2 separate regions of the Mus musculus genome follow, and region 1 is linked to region 2. The links are chromatin contacts, called in public Micro-C maps. All regions are on one chromosome and are shown on one strand. Each heading gives the region's core, a stretch centred on a gene start, on an enhancer-like site or on the middle of the called end of the contact. The rest is flanking DNA. Distances are from core to core; before and after follow the strand shown. Region 1 overlaps 5730412P04Rik (RIKEN cDNA 5730412P04 gene). Region 2 overlaps Gprasp1 (G protein-coupled receptor associated sorting protein 1).

What was found. Hi-C and Micro-C count contacts between places; a contact is called where the count stands out from the background.
Region 1: a contact with region 2 is called in a Micro-C map of embryonic stem cells, with 3 times the contacts expected there. The contact joins two enhancer-like sites. A contact is called at or near these places in 8 of 484 Hi-C or Micro-C datasets (the HL-1 cell line, the N1E-115 cell line, brown adipocytes and 2 more) and 1 of 115 datasets of contacts at active chromatin or transcription factors (stem cell-derived neural progenitor cells).

What each region holds. Positions count from the first base shown.
Region 1 is chrX:136,114,133-136,120,031 of GRCm38.p6, forward strand. 5730412P04Rik (RIKEN cDNA 5730412P04 gene) reads left to right here. Exons shown (of 7, transcript NR_045424.1): 7 at 1,079-1,288. It also overlaps a transcript of Nxf3 not described here. Among named protein-coding and RNA genes, the nearest start is that of 5730412P04Rik, 12 kb to the left of the region's middle. Within about 2 kb of position 1,764, at least 123 of the 459 cell types and tissues checked have an H3K27ac peak or open chromatin away from gene starts, as enhancers often do. A contact at or near this core is called in the N1E-115 cell line, embryonic stem cells, neural progenitor cells and 1 more, where this site is marked.
Region 2 is chrX:135,792,234-135,798,121 of GRCm38.p6, forward strand. Gprasp1 (G protein-coupled receptor associated sorting protein 1) reads left to right here. Exons shown (of 11, transcript NM_026081.5): 5 at 3,909-4,103; 6 at 4,716-4,804; 7 at 5,320-5,396; 8 at 5,555-5,631; 9 at 5,790-5,861. Among named protein-coding and RNA genes, the nearest start is that of Mir1970, 9.0 kb to the left of the region's middle. Within about 2 kb of position 4,343, at least 145 of the 459 cell types and tissues checked have an H3K27ac peak or open chromatin away from gene starts, as enhancers often do. A contact at or near this core is called in the N1E-115 cell line, embryonic stem cells, neural progenitor cells and 1 more, where this site is marked.

The DNA.
Region 1 (5,899 bases), core at 514-3,013, 320 kb after region 2:
GTAGATAGATTTGAGAGTTTCTCTCTACCCACTTTTGGCCAAAACTGTGAATTTAGTTTCATATTCATGTATCAATGTTTTGTTTCTTGCTAATGCAAAGAAACAAAGGGGAAGGAAGAAAGTTTTCAGAGCCAGTCTAGAAGCTACACTCGGCAACTGGAAAGAGAAATAGTTTACTCATGTTTGTTTCTTGTAGAGCTTCCCACTATTCTGAGACTGGTCTCAGAGCCAGTGGTTGTTTACATGTTCCGGGCACTTGTTAGGACACTAAATTCGAAGCTCAACCCCAATAACTAAAAAATGCAGCTATATAGATTCAACTCAGTTCTACTTTAACAAGCCCTCCAGATGATTGGGAGGGGTGCCCAGAGAAATCAGAAGACTACTGACTTGGGTTACCTGCTATACTACTGTCTCTGGGATTATCAAAGCAACAGGTTGAATGATTCCAAAGTGTTCAATTTGCTTAGTGGTGCTGGAGTGATGGCTTCAGAACACTCAGATTTAATTCCCATCATCGACATGACATGGCACCTCATTACCATCTGCAACTCCATTCCCAGGAGACCCGACGCCCTCTTTTGGCTACTATGTGCGCTGCATGGATTTATTATGCTGATTATTGTATATTGTATATGCAGGCAAAACACCTGCACACTTTAAAATTTTTAACGAAGAAAAAGTTGTGTTTTTTTAAATGTTTACTTAGGTTTTCTGATAGGTGTCAGATTTCCTGCTGTGAATTATGTTGGCTAGAAAAAAACAAAGAATTGGTACAGGTACCTATCAAATACTCAAGCCAGAGAAACACTTGCATGCTGCATTGCTGTTCAAAACAGAGGTTACATACAGGTTTTCACTGGCAAGGAGTAAAACTGATTCTCAGAAATAGGTTCTGGATTTTCTATACAAACTAACCGTTTGGATCTTATGTACTATTTGCCTTCCCAAATAGATGCTGCAGCTGGAACTAAAACAGGAAGGAAACGGGGTTTTGCCTTTGCTTCCTCCTAAAAAGATGTTAAAGGCTCACATCAGGGAGGGCTGGTCGCTGACTTCTTTTTTTTTTTTTTTTCAGTGTGGTATCTCTAAGTAGACCTGTCAACACCCCTGTTACAGGATTAATGGCAACAGGAAGGATGTAAAGGATACATTTATAAAGTCATTTTCTACACCCGGTCCTCTAATGCAATCCTCAGAACACAGCAGGGGTGGCAGTTATCTTCAGTACTATTCAGTTATCCCACCAGAACTTGAATTTAAAACTAGCAACCCAAATAAATCCACCAAAAAAAAAAAAAAAAAAAGACTTGGAGCCAGTCGTGTATGAGTGCCATGGCAACACGTTTTTTTCTGGTATCTTATTACTCTCCAATCACAGGCCTTGTCTCCTAGCGCCCGCCCCACACCTGCCCCTGAAAGACCGAAAGACCACCAATCCAGCTCACAACACACTGGAAGCAGCGACAAAAACCACCCCCTTTCCGGGACGTCATCAATGGTCGTCTGCAGTTTAGTCCTGCTTCTATAGACCCCCAAGTGGTCCCTACTCTTTTTGGATCCCTATCTTCATGCCACTGGTAGCTGCCCTCCTCCGCTTTTTTTCCCCCCTCTGGCTTTTTGCCAGAAAAACGCGCTGTGATTTCCCTGCTGACCCTCTCCCCTTAAGCCGACTGGCGCTGCCCCTGTAGCCTACAGCCTCTGGCAACAGCGCTGGAGGCAGTAGCCGCACCAGCTCCATCCCAGAGGCCTCTGCGAAGGTCGCAGCCAACGAGAATCTCGCAGCATCCTTCCGGGGCCACACCGGACACAGTAACATAACGCAGAGTGCCCAGCCTGCTCCAACCTCCAACTACGGTTTGACATGGGGAATTGTTGAGCAGGCCAACTCATTCTTGAAGCTGGGCATCTTTTATGTTAAAACACATAAAATGCTTGACCTTCTCGTTTGTCATTTGTTCGAGGATGACTCACAAGGTTATCAATCATTCTGAAGTGGGAACCAATTTTTTTGTGCGGATAGTTTATCGTGGCTCATTTAAGCTGCTGCACCAATCCCGACCTTTAGTCTGCCGTTTCTGATGTGTTTGCCTTGAATCTGTAACTCTTTCTGTTCTGCATTTGGCGTTTAGTGCCAAACTCCCACTGCATGCCTGGCATACAGGACCCTTCTAGAAAGTTGGAATCTCCATTCACCCTTATTCTGATTGTGTGTTACAGGTTCTGGGTCTTATGCGGGATTTGAACTCAGGTCCTCACACTTGGGCAGCGAGTGCTTTCCTCGCTAGCTCAGCCTTGTTAAGACAATGGCATCTTGTACATGAATGAGATTGAAATTTCCTGGCTTCCTTTTGCAAAGAGTGAACATATTAGCAGTACCTACCACTAGTGTACTCCTGAGAAGAGAATCATTTTATAGCACAAAGTTAAAATTAAAAATCACATTTCTTGAAGTTGACCGTATTGTCTTCTCGCCTAAGTTACTTTGGCCAATAAACAGCAGGTTATAAATGTTACTAGCAAGGGCTTTGCTCCAGACAATAAGGTCCCGCTTTCCCCCCTTGTTATTTCATCCAATAACATTCTTTTCCTAGCTGCCTCATTGAAAGTGCAGTCTCTGATGGTCATTCACCGTGCAGATTTACCAATCTGGTTCCTCTGTTTTATTTTAAGAACTTGAAGGGAAAAACCATTTTCTGTTACAATAGTGGATCTGCATCCGAGGTGTCTACTGAAATATCGGTTCTCATTTCCAAGGGTAATGAATTCGACCAGAGGCATAAAGTTAGAAGTCGAAATGGAGATTATTTATTAAAAAAAAAGAAAGAGACAAGAATCTGTAATCTGCTTGTAAAGACCCCAAAAGTGCTGGTCTGTGAGGCCATGCGACCTTTTATGGGATATTTACACAGCTCCCTCCTATCTATATGGAAAGCTAACCTTTTTCGCACATGCTCTGTTGGTTAAATGAAGCTCAGAAGGGCTTTCTTTTGTGTGCTAATCTTGAGGTCGCTTTCTCCAAATCTATTTTCCTGACACACTATGATTAACCTAAAAGTAAACCAAAGGGGTACAAAATACTTTATTAGATTAGGCTTCTAGGATTTGTTTCTGCCACCAATTTTCATGAATGGCAAAACTAGTTGATGCTATCTCTTTTTTTTTTCCTTTTGGTATTGGGAGTTGAACCTAGATCCTTGTGCTTGCTACATAAGTGTTCTACCACTGAGCTATGACTCCCTCAACCCCTTTTTGTGTATACATTGAGACAGCATTTTATTGCTTTCCCATGTTTACCTCAAACTTGTGGTCATATTACCTTATTCTCCCAAGTTAGTAGAATCACAGATGTGTGTCATCATGTCTGGTGATGTCCTGCCTTTTTTTTTTTTACTTTCTTTTATGATTTTATTTTAGTTCAATTTATTTTTGCTGAAAGCTGGTATTGATCCTCCTACTCATGGCTCCTGTGTTCTATGTCTCGTTCTTAACAGGACAATATCCACTGGATCCAGTTAGGACTCCTTGAGATGTCTGTATGTCACTCACTGCATTTTTCTGTAGACTAATGTGTGCTTCGAAATGATAGATGGAAGTGCTCTAAATGTCCCAGGCCAGTATTTCAGTCAGTGGGTTGATGATCTGAGTCTTCATTTACCAGTGTATGGTTCTTGTTTTCAAAGTGAGCTGTCACTCAGCTACTCCTGGGCTCTTTTCAGCTGTAGGAGACTGTGCTGTTCTCTGTCAGTGGATTCTTAAAAAATAGACCTCCTATGCTTTTGGAAGGAGTCAATCCTTTCCCATTACTACCCCCTCAACCTTCCCATAGCTGTTCCTTCTTACAGTTTATTAGAACTGACTTATCTGAGTTAAGATCTCAGTGGTCATTTATTTTGCATGAATATCCCCTTCCCCTCAAGGCTCTCCTACCTACTAGGGGGTGGCTCTTGAGGAAGGAAGAGGGTCAGGGTCTGGGGTTCTTTGTGGAATACTTTCTGGAAGAAATGAGGTCTGCAGTGTATCTTCCAACACTCTAAGCTGAAGAAGTGGTCAGTGAATAAAATGTATGATGTCAATAACAAATGAAACTTATGCTTACTCTTTCACACACAAAGAAAATGTTAAAACAGATTTGCTCTCATGTGGCTGAAATGCTAGGAGACTGTCAGCTTATTGGGAAGCTCTGAGATGAGCGGGACTTTGATGTGAGAAATGGGTGGACATTGTGGTCCAAAGTCAAATGAGCCAATTATAACAGTGGTGACCAGCAATAAAGGTGGCATATTTTCCCTCTTCAGAGCTATCTGGAATCCCTATGAGAATGACACAGTTATATCTGTTTGCTTAGGATACTGGCTCCTGACATTGTGACCACAGACAGAAATATAGCTTTCCTCACACAGGCAGGTTGAGGGTGGTAATGGGAGAAAGTTGATTCCTTTAAATGTTACATATGGTTTCTTTTTAAGAGTCCACCGACAGGACAGGGCAGTCTCCTACAACTGAGAGGAGGACAGGAGTCACAGCAAGCTAGGCAGCAGGTGGCTTTTAAAGAAAGAACCACACAATGAATACCTGGACCATCAACTCACTGACTGAGACGTTAGCCTGGGACCCTTTTCCCCTAGGTTTTCAGGAGCTGAAACTGTAAGACCCCTGAAGCTGAGCCTCCACTCAAGTCCCTGAATGAGCTGGCCAGCACTCCAATAACATGAGAAAACCACACCTGATGCAAACTACAAGAGGTTTTATTATCAGCTAGCTGAGGACAAAGTCCCTCTGCTGTGCAGGGCAGGGGAGTTCGACCCTGAGCGGTAACAGTAGGGGGCTTTGAACAGCTAGCTGAGGAATTGGGAGGAGTTGGGAGGAGAGTTGGCTACAGCTCCTTTCTGGCGAGGGGGGGAGTGAGCTGCAGCCTCCTCTCTGGCGTCTATCTCCATGTCCTTGTAGGTCTTGCTACAAAACAGCATCTCTGGCTGTAAGGCACAGAAACAAAAAGGTTTTTTTGCTGGCTATAGAGAACAAAGAGCTTCTTTCTGGCTGCATTTTTAGAGATCAGGGAAAACAAGCTTGGGGGCTGTCCAAGGGCTTTACCTTCTAGGGAGAAACACTCTAAGTCAGGGTCTCACAAAACTAGAAGCTAGGCCTGTGGGATCCCACTCATGTGTCCTCCTCATGAATTACAGCAAGCCACACCTGGAAGAGAGACAGGCTTCCTTCTCACCATCTTGGGGGAAAGTTTCTTGTTCAGTAAAGAAAATGAAATTGATTCCATTCTTTTATAAGGTAATCATAAAGAATGGAACTCTGTGTGTGGATCATAAACCCTTTGTAAAAAGCAGCCCCTTTATTGGACGAGGTCTTGGGTTACTCACAAAATGGAGGAATCAGTGAATAGTTTCAGTGAATAGAAAGAGTTTTTTTTCTTCTTCTTCAGAACAGATAATGCTGGTCACACAGGGTTAGGAGCATTAGTAGAAAAAGGAGATGGGATGCTTGTGGGGGTGTTTTGGAGATAAGAAGTCATCAATTTTTCCAAAACCATTAGCATTACTTGAGGCCACTTTTTCTTCCAGGGACAGTTTTTGGTTGTCAACTTCTGTTGCTATGCAAGAGCTTGATTCTGAGTTCAAAGCATGATTTGGGAAAAAATAGCCTGTGTAGCTATGCCCTGCAGATGCAGTGGGGGTAATTGGTGGGGTGTAGGAGCAGGGGTGGGGATCATGGCATCATCGTGGAATGCTTTCTGTGAAAGATTTCTGCAGTGCAATCATATCTAACAGTATAAAGGAGGGGACAGAGTAGATAAAGCAGATGGTTAATGAACAAAATATGTGATGTCAATACCAAATGGATCTTAGAAAATCAAAATCAAAAAGAATGTTTTTAAAGATTGGCT
Region 2 (5,888 bases), core at 3,093-5,592:
CTGAATACAGCCATTAGGAGGTGTTCTCATGAAGAAGCAGAAGGTCATGGTTAGTTAATAAGAAACCCCCCAAAAAGGACTGTAGACTCCTCATACTTTGTATTTTGAGAAGTAATTTGGCATTCTATTAATTTATATTATTTTCTTTAATTGTGTACACTTATAACTTCGTATCCATACAGAGCTATCCTCCTCCGTTCCTGTAATTGTACACTTTTCAAGGAGTATTTCCCGGGTTTGGAATTTCAGTGAGTTTTTTCCATGATTCTTGCAGCTGCTGCTGCCATTCTTAGCTTTACTGCCAGGCACTTAAGTGCCTCCATCTGTTCCCTTGTATTTTCCAAACAACGTTCCCTATGCAGAGTCTAGATGATGTCAGAACTAAATAGTAGTCCAAACGTTAAGGCACATTGGAGAAGAGGGTGTTTTCCTTTGTTTAGGGTCCACTTTATCCTTATGTCAGTAGCGTAGCAAAGTGCCTGAAAGTTTATTTGGAAATAGTTGTTTCTGGGATTACATAGAAATCGGCCTTTTTGTGACCGATGTATAGCTGAGGACTTTTGTTGGAAATGGGACAAAGAAGATTCCTAAGCCCAGAGCTACTATGAGAACAGCTGCGTTTCCCGAGGATAAAGCATTGTTCATTGGCTGAGGACATTGTTCCTGGCTCTGTTTTCCCTTGGTAAGAAGTGATTCTTCACACCATTTTCCTTCTTATTCCCCTACTCTTTCTGCTACTTTGAGATAGAGAATCATACTATGTAGCCCTGGCTGGCCGGGCATTTAGTATGTAGGGCAGGCTAACCTTAAACACTAAATGTGTGGTGATCCTACTGCCTCTGTCTCAGGCTCTAGGATTCCAGGGTGTGCACCACCACACCTGGTTGCTGAAGCATATAGCTTGACATAACCTGCAAATATTCTTATATGTGGCTTCTTCAAATTCTGTAAATGGACCCTGTCTCAAGTAGTAGAAACAGCAATTCTTTTCCTCCACTAGAAGTAGATATTTCTTGGGCCTGTTTCACCAGTTACTTCAAGAAACTTGGTCCTGACTAGGGAGGTTCAGTTTCCTGTGTACCACATATTAGCTTTTCATCACTATAAGAAAGTAGTCAAGGTAGTCAACTTATAAAGAGAAGCGTTTTCTTTTGGCTCACAGTTTTGGAGGTTTTAGTTCACAACCAAGTGAATGTAGCACATACACAGCACAGCACACACATAGCAGAACAAAACTTCTCACCTTGGTGGCCACCTATCAAAAGAAACAGAAAGGGAATACAGAGACCCTTGCGGGATAGGCATAATTCAAACGGTAGCAGGAAGTTCCTGAAGCACATGGGAAGAAAAGCAATGCATTGTAAGAACACACAGAATTTGGATCAACCTATTCTAGAAGAGAGTTTGCTGAAGAACGTTTGTTTACCTGAGGAACATGGAGGTCAGTAGAGAGGCACGTTAGCCTAAATCTACAAAAGCAGATTCATGAGAGGTGCAAGAGGAGATGTTGTGAGCCATAATAGCAATAGGCATATGCTACTGTGCGAGTTCATGAGCACACGTGAGAGGTGACGTGACATGGGGAGGGGAAAGGTGTGGAAGACACTCCCAAGTACTCATGGCTGCCTCTTTATCCCAGGGTTGATGCTTGGGATTTGATTCTGAAAGTTATATTTCAGGAACAAGTCAGTGTTACGTAGACACAAGAGGAGATACTGAATAGTCGAACAATACTTTGTTCCCTTATGCTGGACCAGAATGCAGTTTTGGAGGAAGAAAATCATGTCTTGCGATCATAATATAGGTCAACATCTTCTACATAGTATTTGATCTAATTTCAAGATGATATTTAACCAATATATCAATACAGACTAATAAAACACATTAAAAACCTTCCCATAGGGCCTTTTCAATCAATAATTGTTAGCCACTTATTGGCTTTATTTTGTAAATGAATTGACAAGAGATTATCCAACAGATATTTCAACTATTGCTAAAACCACTCCTATCAGCAAGTAAATTGGTGAAAAGATATTGGTAGTTGGGGCTCTGTTGCTTATATATACATCGCCAGCCCCTCTGAGATCTAAAACAGAATTATAAGGTTGAGGACGCCTTGGGCTGCATGGTAAACCTCAGGTCAGCTGGGGAATTTGATGAGAGCAATTTCCCAGTACCATCTTTAAACAGTATTGTGAATATAGCTGGCTGGTAGATTGCTTCTTGAACATACTCAAGGGCCTAAGTTGAATGCTTAGCAGCACCACAGCAACAAAAAGGGACATTAAACCTCCACAAATATGAGCAAATTTTATATTGGTGTTATTTTAGTTATACTGTGAAACAGAAGATTGGTGTTAATGCTGGTGAAAACTGAGATACAAAGTGGCCTGTCCTGGACATTGACGTACAGAAAAGACACTTAGAAGGAGTGAACATTATGAATAAAGATGGTGTGTGTGTGTGTGTGTGTGTGTGTGTGTGTGTATACGTATACATACACTTCCTGCTATCACAATTGCTATAAATGTAGTGGCTTAAAATGAGACTAGCATATCATATCACAGCACTGGATGCAAAAAAGGTCTTACTACCCTAAATCAAACAGATCCTTAACTTCGGGGCTTACTAAGGAAGAAACTTTCTTCTGCATAGTTTCTTCAGACTTCCTGCATTCCATGGGTCCTGGATTCTTTCCATCTTTGAGGCCAACAGTGTCCACTATGGTTTCGTTTGGTTTGACCAGTGCTGCTTTCCTGAGATGCAAACTCTTAATGCCTCAGCCTGGCATACCTAATAAGTACCTTTGCAGTCACAACGGCTAGATTGACCCAGGATAATTTTGTACAGAATTCCACTATTAACAACCTCACTTCTACCTCAAACCTCAGTTTTCCTTGGCCAAATAACATCTTTATGTATCATGGGTTGTTATTCTGTGAAACACTGGGTAGGTGCTTAAATAAATCTCTAAATGGGCAAGCGCAATAGCCTTAGTTTGTGCTTAATGACACTCCCCTTTTTTTCCCCAGAGAGGTATTGCTACTTAGAATCACACAACACACACACACACACACACACACACACACACACACCAACACACCAACCACCACCACCACCATACACACAAACGGACACGCACAAACATGGGGGAACGCAGGCACACACACCCCAACCACCACACACACACACACACACACACACACTGTGGCACAAAGAATTGACTGTTGGCCCAAACCTGTGGTTGATTTACTAGGCCAGAAGGTGTAGTTTGGTTTTCCTTTTGGAAGAGGGGCAATGGTGGGGAATGTAATGGAGGCCCCACTTTGGATTCCATAGAGACAGGAGTGCCCTCCCTTCATGGTTGCATGAACCAGTAAAAGAAAACATGGGAGAATCAACAGGAACCTACTGGCTGGCTGGCTGTTGCTAGGTCACCTGTCCCCTCTCAGGCTGCAGTACAAGCAGTCCCCCTCCCCTTCCATTGGCGTCATATGAGGAGGCAGAGGAGGGGGAAGCAAAGAGGGAGTACAGGGAGGGGCAGGCACTGTCCAGCCTCGTTCTGAAATACAGATGTATCAAGGTTCTCACTCAGTATCCCTCCGCTGCTCCCCCCTGCTCCCTAACTGCAGACCTTCTCCTCCCTATAGTCCCCCCCTCCCCAAAACCCTCATAGACTCTAGATCTTAGCCATCCCACACACTGTTGTGGCGCCAAAAAAAAAGTGGTGGTGGTCTCTGGTTAGGGTGAACAGGGGTCTGCAGACGCCTAACCGGTGCAACCCACCCCTCCAAGAGGAGTGGGGCTGTCTGGCCCCGCCCACTCCGAGTCGGAACTACAGTGGGTTCGGGAGGGGGCGTAGAGCCCCGTGCGCAGTATCCCTCCGCCCCCTTCCCGACACCCTCCAGGCGAGCTGGCTTGCCGCAGTCTACGCAGCCCCTGCCTGTTTGGTGCAGAGGCGTGGGGACAGGACACATCTCTGCCATTCCACTCGCGCGCAAAGCGTTAAAGACCAGTGAGAGGATCCGCCGAGGACAGAGAACACCCAGGAATAGGAGTCGGACGTGGGGGAGCCCAGGGACCTGGGCCGTGCGCCTGGCCAGGCAAGTGGGGGTGTGTCGAGGGCTCTGGGCGGTCGCGCACTGCAAACAACTGCCTGGCCCTGACAGTCCAGTGGAGGCAAAGAGGTCGCAGCTGCTCCCTGGAGTGTGCGCGGTGCCCGGAGACCCCAGACCGTGGTGGGGAGGAGGCGGGAACCCCTGCGGAGCCCCAGGCACCAGGGTTGAATGGAGCTGCTGCTGGGTGTGATGATCTGCAGACTAGCACAGCCTACTGACCGCCTGGCAGTTGGCTTTCTGAGCGCCCATACCCGGCCCTCCGTAATCTCTGGGCCCTATAAGGGTTATGGGGTAGGCGGCTGCTGTTGAAATGGCGATGCGGGGGTGGGGGGGGCATCTGGGAGCCCACAGGTCCGAGGAAGGCGGCTGCAAGAGAAATGGCCGGCCATACTGGAGTGGGGGTGGGGGCTAAAGCCCACAGGTGTGGGTGTGGGGCAAGTGTCCAGCATTGGGGCCAGCTCAGCTGGTGGGTGGTGAGTCGCCTCAGCTATTAGGTTCTGAACTGGTTCCTGAGAGGGGCCCTGGTACCCTGCATCCTGGGTGCTGTCACTCCCCACAGGCTTCTGATTGATGGAAAGTGACCTGTCTGCATGGTAGGTCTGGCATATTCTGGCAAGCCACGGTGAGCATCTATAGACCAGAAGCTTGAGAAAAGAGGAACAGGAAAATGGCGTGGATTTCTGGAGGTGTGTAGTAATGGGGATGGGCACCAGACAGTGAGTGGAGATGCAAAAAGGGTGGGGTGACTGGCCAGAACAGGTGGGATATCCATTAGTGTCTCCTAATCTCATTTCTCACAACCTTGTAGGTACCTTCCACACTGCCTTTCCCCTCCCTCCCAAATCTGGGGTCTGAAAAGATGGTTTGGGGATGATGACGGAGTCATAAATCCAAGGACCACTTCAGAACCTGGTTTCTAGAATGTGCTGCGCCCTTCCCCCATTTTTTGCTGCGCAAGGAAGGGAAATATGGCCACCTAGTGGCGGATCTTCAACATTGCAGAAGGGACTAAAGGATGACATCAGGAAGTGGGTGTTACCTCAGGAGCCCTACAGCCAGGCTAAATAAATCTAGAATGTTCCAGCAGTAGGACCCTAAATGCTGAAAGACACATGATCTGGTTCATATCCTTGGTGACATTCATAACATGATCAGCTGCTACCATCATATAAGTGCCATACATTTTCATCTTTGTCCACAGCCCTGCTTTAAGGCTGGTCAGTTCTTCAAGCAAGGGAAGAAGGCTTCAAGGCGACTGTCTCAAATCTCTGGAGATTGGTGAGACTCAGGGCAGTGCAGGAGCCAGCCACTGAGGAGGCAAATTCAGATTGCTCTAACCCAAGAGGGTGCCCGATGCCTTTACTGTCCCCTTAATTTGCACAAAGCTGCTGCCATCATTTCCTGATTGTCATACATTTTCATGTCTCTGTTCACAGCCCTGCTTTAAGGCTGGTCAGTTCTTCAAGCAAGGGAAGAAGGCTTCAAGGCGACTGTCTCAGATCTCTGGAGATTGGTGAGACTCAGGGCAGTGCAGGACCCAGCCACTGAGGAGGCAAATTCAGATTGCTCTAACCCAAGAGGGTGCCCGATGCCTTTATTGTCCCCTTAATTTGCACAAAGCTGCTGCCATCATTTCCTGATTGTCAGACATTTTCATGTCTTTGTCCACAGTCCTGCTTTAAGGCTGGTCAGTTCTTCAAGCAAGGGAAGAAGGCTTCAAGGCGACTGTCTCAGATCTTGGAGGTTGGTGAGACTCAGGGCAGTGCAGGA